Linked DNA regions of Ovis aries: region 2 is linked to region 1. Evidence: chromatin contacts called from public Hi-C data. All regions are on one chromosome and are shown on one strand. The core of a region is the stretch at or near the end of the contact, and the rest is flanking DNA. Distances in the headings are between cores, read along the strand shown. Region 1 overlaps LOC121818603 (a long non-coding RNA gene). Region 2 overlaps BICD2 (BICD cargo adaptor 2).

Region 1 (3,525 bases), core at 536-3,035:
AAAGACAGCTGGCCTTCAGCTGACCAACTGGCTAGACACAGGGAAGGAAAAGCCACAAAATAAGCCTGCACAATATCACCTCTCGTGAACAGCCTATCTGGGGTTGAGGTGAGCTGCTGTCATTTGAATTGAGTCTGAGCACATGTGTGCACAGACCCCCCACACCGACTCATTCTTTTTACTTCAAGCTAATTCAAGCAGTGACGCTGCATCCCCCAGTCACCCTAGAAACCCACAACGACAGCCTACACCTTCTCACTGTCCTGATTCATAGATGTAGATAGGGAACCCACCACCAAAGAGCCAGGGACAGCCTGGGGTCACCAAGAACCTGGGAATAAGCACTTTACACTCTCTTTAGAGAAAAAAATCCCCTTATCCACATTTATCTGAAGGGCTGGTTTTCTTAATATAAAAGAAAGTAAGTGAGAAAGAGAAATAATAAGACAACTCTGGAACCTAAAATGCAGGTTACTAAGTGACAGAAGACAATCTGAAAAGGTTACAGACTGTATGATTCCAACAGTGTGACATTCTGGAAAAATTCCTGAGTTAGGACTTGCCGGGGTTTAAGGGAGGAGGGATGACTAGGTGGAGTACAAAGGATTTTTAGAGCAGTGAAACTACCGTGTACAATACTATGAAGGTGGATACCTGCTATTTGTCCAAGCCCACAGAATGTACACACCTAGAGTGAACCCTAATGTAAAACGTGGACTCTGGGTGATTATGATGTGTCGAAGTAGGTTCATCAGTTGTAACAGACACACTGCCCTGGTGAGGGATGCTGACAATGGGGGAGGCAGGGAGAAGCGGCTGGGGAGTTATATGAGAAATCTCTCTACCTGCCCCTCAGCTTTGCTGTGAACCTAAAACTAAAATAACAGTAATAAAGTCTACTTTAAAAAAAAAGACAATCCTGACATATGAAATCCCTGTTATCCTGGCAACCTCACGCAGGGGTATTTCTAAAGCACCTAGTCTACTCCCTTCCCATCCATTTAAAAAGGGGGGAAAAAAAAAGAAAGAGTGGGGTGAGGGTGAGGGAAATCCAGAATTAAACCAGGCCCCATCACAGAACCCAACATCCTACATTTGTTCAAAAAATATTCTGGACAATTTTGTTCAAGAGCCAGGGACCGCTCAGCAAAGTCAGCCCAGGTTGTCAAGCCTAGACTGTGGTGTGCTCAAATGGAGATAGACCCCCTCCTCAAGTTATGCAGCAGGAGCACTCCAACCCCAGAACGACAACCCCGGAGAATAAACAGCACCCAAGGAACCCAGGGAAGTGACACCCAGGATTTCAACGCCGCTCGAAACGAGAAAAACTCTCCCCTTTTCAGGCATTGGTCTACTCACCGCCTTCCCTTGGAGAGGAAACCCATGAAACTCACAAACAAGCAGAGACAGGGGGCACCCACAGGCCTGGGCAGCCCCACTGGCCACTCCTGCCTGGGACAGCTTGCTGCCTGAGATCCCAGGCAGGTCACCGAGGAGCAGGAAGCCACCCCAGTCTCCCACGCTGGGGCGCCGCAGGCCTCCTCTCTCTGGGCACGCTGTGCTGTGGGCAGTTAGTCCAGGGTGAGGCTGGCAGGAACCCCACGAGCTCGGGGCTGGTGGTCTGCAGTGGCCCTGCCTCCCTGTTCCAGGCCTCAAGGGGCCCCAGTGGCACCCACGGCAGGCTCTTTTCTTTTCTGTCTAATCTCACAGCTGCAAGGAGACGCTGAGCCCTGACAAAGCCCGCCTGCTCCTCCAGAGCCAGCAGGAGGGGTGAGGGGAGTGCAGCCCGCAGCCCGCAGCCTGGGATGCCGACCGTCACCATGGCAACAGGAAGGGTGGGGGAGGGTGGGCGATGAGCTGGTGGGACCTGTAGGGCCAGGGAGTCTCTACAACCATGGGCCAAGGAGGAGGCCCTGGCAGGGTGTGAGGGGCCTTGTTTCTTGTTCTGAACACCTCTGCCACCCACCTTCTCTCTTGCAGACTTTTTTTAGAAGATTCTGTGGCAACAGGGCATTTAAAATGCTTCATCACCACAATGATGTAGTGTGTGGACACTTAACACATGCCTACAAGGAATACTCATCTGCTTAAAGAGTCCTTTGTTTGGAGACTATGGGTGTAGGGGGGGGTGTGTGTCTCTCACATTCAGGCTTGCCTGCACACTCACATTTTACGCTCATGCTTGCCTGCACCCCTCATTTGGAGAACGCTAACTGAAGCCTGGATCCTCAGGGTATGTCAGCTCCCGAGCCCTGTCTGTGACTTGACACAGACTTACTCATTTGTTTCCCACTGTGCACCTGTAAGGTGAGTAAGGTGAATATGGTTATCATGGAGCTTTCTGCCAAGATCACCAAGGAGATATGTGCCCCGCTGGGGTCAATTCCTCTGTAAGTGATAAGCCTGGACTGAATGGTGTGCCACATACTTTTGAAAACCACAACTGGCCAGCACTGAACAGACCTAGGGCACGGGTGTGAAGCAGAAAACTGCCCAGGCCAGCCATCTTTCCTGGCCCAGTATGCCAACGCCTTGAGCAGTGGTGTCTCAGCTTCCCACCGGACCTGAGTGTCTTTCATTCCCCTGCCCAGGACCTCATTAAACATCTTCATAATTCAATGTCTGCAAGCCTACAAATGCCCACTGAAGTCCGCTTGGTGAGGGGCCTGGGAGGACACAGAGGGTTTGAAACCTCAAAGTCTTCACTTCTCACTCTATGAATTTATTTATACATGTACACTTGTGGTAGCATTAAAACAACTTGCAAACAGAATGTGCTAATATGTTCATTAGGGCGTTCAGGAAGGAGGGGACATATGTATACCTGTGGCAGATTCGTGATGATGTGTGGCAGAGGCCACAGAATATTGTAGAGGAATTGTCCTCCAATAATTATATTTTGTGCTAAAGTTCTCAATATTGTACAATTATAATCTTTGATAATTATTAGTTACTCAGGAGCAGTTATGTTTTATGTGTATTGTCATCACCAATAGAATGATTCTCAGAAAAAAAAATGTTTAGTTATTGATAATGAAAATTTTTTGGTTGATACATAGTTCTTCATTGGAAGTTCAAGGAGAGGCAAAGAATAATTTTTTAGCATGCTGTAAATATTAGAATTTTAAAATTAAAATGTTACATCACTTTAATAAGGTAATTCATAGAGTATACTTACTAGAGTAATTTGATATGATATTGTTCAGTCGCTCAGTCATATCCAACTCTTTGCAACCCCATGGACTGCAGCATGCCAGGTTTCCCTGTCCTTCACCATCTCCTGGAGCTTGCTCGAACTCTTGTCCATTGAGTCGGTGATGCCATCCAACAGTCTTGTCCTCTGTCATCCCCTTCTCCTCCTGCCTTCAATCTTTCCCAGCATCAGAGTCTTTTCTAATGAGTTGGCTCTTTGTATTAGGTGGCCAAGGTATTGGAGCTTCAGCTTCAGCACCAGTCCTTCCAATGAATATATATTATGATTGACTGATTTGTTCTCCGTGAAGTCCAAGGGACTCAGTGTACTGC
Region 2 (3,525 bases), core at 643-3,142, 87 kb after region 1:
TCCCTTTCTCTGCCTTTGCAGGTGGAGCGGGAGAAGGTGGGCTTGCTGGCAACACTGCAGGACACACAGAAGCAGCTGGAGCAGGCGCGAGGGGCCCTGTCCGAGCAGCACGCAGAGGTGAGCCGCCTCACAGAGAACCTGAGTGCTCTGCGACGCCTGCAGGCCAGCAAGGAGCGGCGGACCGCGCTGGACAGCGAGAAGGAGCGAGACAGCCATGAAGACGGTGACTACTACGAGGTGGACATCAACGGGCCTGAGATCTTGGCCTGCAAGTACCGTGTGGCCGTGGCAGAGGCGGGCGACCTCCGGGAGCAGCTGAAGGCCCTGCGCAGTGCACACGAGGCCAGTGAGGCCCAGCACGCCGAGGAGAAGGGCCGGCATGAGGCCGAGAGCCAGGCGCTCACTGAGAAGGTCTCCCTGTTGGAGAAAGCCAGTTGCCAGGACCGTGAGCTCCTGGCACGGCTGCAGGCAGAGCTGAAGAAGGTGAGCGATGTTGCCGGCGAGACACAAGGCAGCTTGAGCGTGGCCCAGGATGAGCTGGTGACCTTCAGCGAGGAACTGGCCAATCTCTACCACCATGTATGCATGTGCAACAATGAGACACCCACACGTGTGGTGCTAGACTACTACCGTGAGGGCCCGGCTGGCACTGGCAGCTGTAGCCCTGAGACCCGTGAGCGCCGCTCACCTGTCCTGCCCAAGGGCCCACCCCCCGCAGAGGGTAGGGCCAGGGACAGCAGCCCCTCGCCTGGCTCCTCTCTGCCCTCACCCCTGAGTGACCCACGCCGAGAGCCCATGAACATCTACAACCTGATTGCCATCATCCGCGATCAGATCAGGCACCTGCAGGCGGCCGTGGACCGCACCACAGAGCTGTCACGGCAGCGCCTGGCCTCACAGGAGCTGGGCCCAGCTGCCGACAAGGACCGGGAGGCACTCATGGAGGAGATCCTGAAGCTGAAGTCGCTGCTCAGCACCAAGCGGGAGCAGATCACCACCCTGCGCACGGTGCTCAAGGCCAATAAGCAGGTGTGCATGGTGCTCGGGTCCAGCAGTGGGTGGGTAGGTGGGTGGGGGCTTTCTCAGCCTCCCTGGCTTCCCATCTTGTCCTGTCCCAGCTCTAAGAAAAGATGGGAGAAAACCTCACCTCAGTGCTGTGGGGAGGGGCTGGGTCTCGGGCCCAGGGCTGGTTGGGGCCTTGATCTGTGGTGCTCACCAAGGCAGCGGACCCCTCCTGACACCTCGTCTGCCTGTCTTTTACAACTCTGACCCCCCAGACGGCAGAGGTGGCCCTTGCCAACCTAAAGAGCAAGTACGAGAACGAGAAGGCGATGGTGACTGAGACCATGATGAAGCTGCGCAACGAGCTCAAGGCCCTCAAGGAGGACGCGGCCACCTTCTCCTCGCTGCGTGCTATGTTTGCCACCAGGTATGGCTCTCTGTTGTTGCTGCTCGGCAGCCCGGGAACCTGGCCCTGTGGGAAATTTCCATTTCTGCTATTTGTGAGAACCCAGGGGCCCAAGTTTTGTCTCCACTTGGTGTAAAATGAGGAAGTTGGAAGCAAAAGGCTATGAGGGTGGGTCCTTAGTGGCCAGGCTGGAGGCTTGAGCTTTGAAGGAGAAGCAGGAAAGTGGGCAAGCCACTGATAACAAATGAGGAGCTTGCTTTCCAGAACTTGGTGGAAAGTTCGTATATTTTAGAAGAAGGGTTCCCCTCTGAGCAGTGGTGAGGTCATAGTGCTCCCACTCTGACCCTACCAGTTGGAGTTTGTTGGGGGTGGTGGGCAGCATCTTTGTTTAGGCCAGTCCTGTGGCCAGCAATCCTGGGCAAGTGCGGAGCTGGAGGCTGCTTTGGGGCCTGGTTCTGGGTGTCTCCCTATTCAGAGAGGCTTGGTGCCATCTGCTGGCCACAGTCAGTCAAGCACCAGGGGCGTTCTCTGGAGAGGCCTGGTGTGTCCTCAGGGCTGGGGGGCTGAGACTCCTGGTTAAATAGGTTGGAACTGAGCTCAGGGTCTGCTTCACCTGTGTCAAGGTGCTGGGCACTCCCTGCATTGCAGCGATGTGGGAGGAGGGGGACAAAGCTCCCTCCTTCTGGGCAAAGTGTTTGGGAAAGATTTTAGTTAGTCCTGTAGCACATGGTATGTTGACCTTTGCTCCCATAACTTACGTTATTTAAAATTGTGACTTCTCAGATGGAGCCAAGATGGCAAACCTCTGGGCAAAGGTTGAAACTTGCTGATGGTCCTTGGCCTTGGTGGATGGGGGTGTGGGGTGTGTGTGCCCACCACCACCTCTCAGCCACTCCCTCCCTCAGGGGCAGACCAGAGTGGGCATTTCTCGCCCAGATCCTTACCCAGGTAGAGGGCCCGTGTCAGTTGGCAGATGCTCAAATGGGGCTGTTTATGGCACCCACGTGTGCTTTTCCTAGGCCCTAGTTGGCTGTTTGTCCCAGACTTACTAAGCACCTGCTGTGTGCCTGGGCTATTCCAAGAACAAACAGATTCCTGTCCTCGGGTTTATCCCCACATCCTGAGAGCCAAGTGACATCACACCCCTAACTTGCTCCCCTGGGCCAGCTGGAGGTCTTCAAGGGCACCATCCACTGCCTCCTTTAGTGAAAACTGGCTTTAGAGAATCCCTCTCGGAGAAAACCAAACCTCAGAAAGGCACATCCTCTTCATTTGTAGCTCAGTAAGCTGATGAATATTATCATAGTCTCCTCACTTGGAGCTTGGCTTCCCAGGTTGCACTGGTGGTAAAGAACCCTCCTGCCAACGCAGGAGACTTAAGAGACGCTAGTTCGATCCCTGGGTCGGAAAGATCCCCCTGGAGGAGGGCATGGCAACCCACTCCTGCATTCTTACCTGGAGAATCCCTTGGACAGAGGAGCCTGATGGGCTATAGTCCATAGGGCCGCACAGAGTTGGACACAACTGAAACTACTTAGCACGCCTGCACCTGGAGCTCTCAGCATGGGGACCATGGTCACGTGCTCTGCTGGCTCTCCCAGGTCCTTCAGCCACGCTCTGCCTCTTGCCTCCCCACAGATGTGACGAATACATCACACAGTTGGATGAGATGCAGCGGCAGCTAGCAGCTGCCGAGGATGAGAAGAAGACACTCAACTCACTGCTGCGCATGGCCATCCAGCAGAAGCTGGCACTGACCCAGCGGCTGGAGCTGCTCGAGCTGGACCACGAGCAGACCCGGAGGGGCCGCGCCAAGGCCACCTCCAAGGCCAAGCCTGGCCCCCCGAGTGTAAGTCATACCTGCGCCTGTGCTAGTGACAGGGCTGAGGGTGCTGGGCTTGCTGCCCAGGTGCTCTGTGGCGAGAAGTATAACATTTACTGCGATTAGGGCCGCAAGGTCACACGCTGCAGCTAACCTGCCGCACGTCACCTGTCGCTTCACCTCAACTAACCTGGCAGCAGCGGGACTGTGGTGCTAGGCTGGTCTTAACCGTGACTAATGCACAGAGGGAAGAATTTAGCAGAGGCAGCCTGCCACTCCACCTGGACGCTGCAAG

What was found. A called contact is a pair of places that touch in the nucleus more often than the background predicts.
Region 2: a contact with region 1 is called in a Hi-C map of liver, with 3 times the contacts expected there. The contact joins two enhancer-like sites. A contact is called at or near these places in 12 of 16 Hi-C or Micro-C datasets (blood, hypothalamus, liver and 6 more).

Annotation. Positions count from the first base shown.
Region 1 is chr2:28,553,301-28,556,825 of ARS-UI_Ramb_v3.0, forward strand. It overlaps LOC121818603 (a long non-coding RNA gene), which reads right to left. Exons shown (of 3, transcript XR_006058588.2): 3 at 2,702-3,525. Among named protein-coding and RNA genes, the nearest start is that of FGD3, 20 kb to the left of the region's middle. Within about 2 kb of position 1,786, at least 10 of the 54 cell types and tissues checked have an H3K27ac peak or open chromatin away from gene starts, as enhancers often do.
Region 2 is chr2:28,640,014-28,643,538 of ARS-UI_Ramb_v3.0, forward strand. It overlaps BICD2 (BICD cargo adaptor 2), which reads left to right. Exons shown (of 6, transcript XM_060409036.1): 4 at 22-1,029; 5 at 1,278-1,429; 6 at 3,047-3,525. The coding sequence ends at 3,356. Among named protein-coding and RNA genes, the nearest start is that of IPPK, 15 kb to the right of the region's middle. Within about 2 kb of position 1,893, at least 4 of the 54 cell types and tissues checked have an H3K27ac peak or open chromatin away from gene starts, as enhancers often do.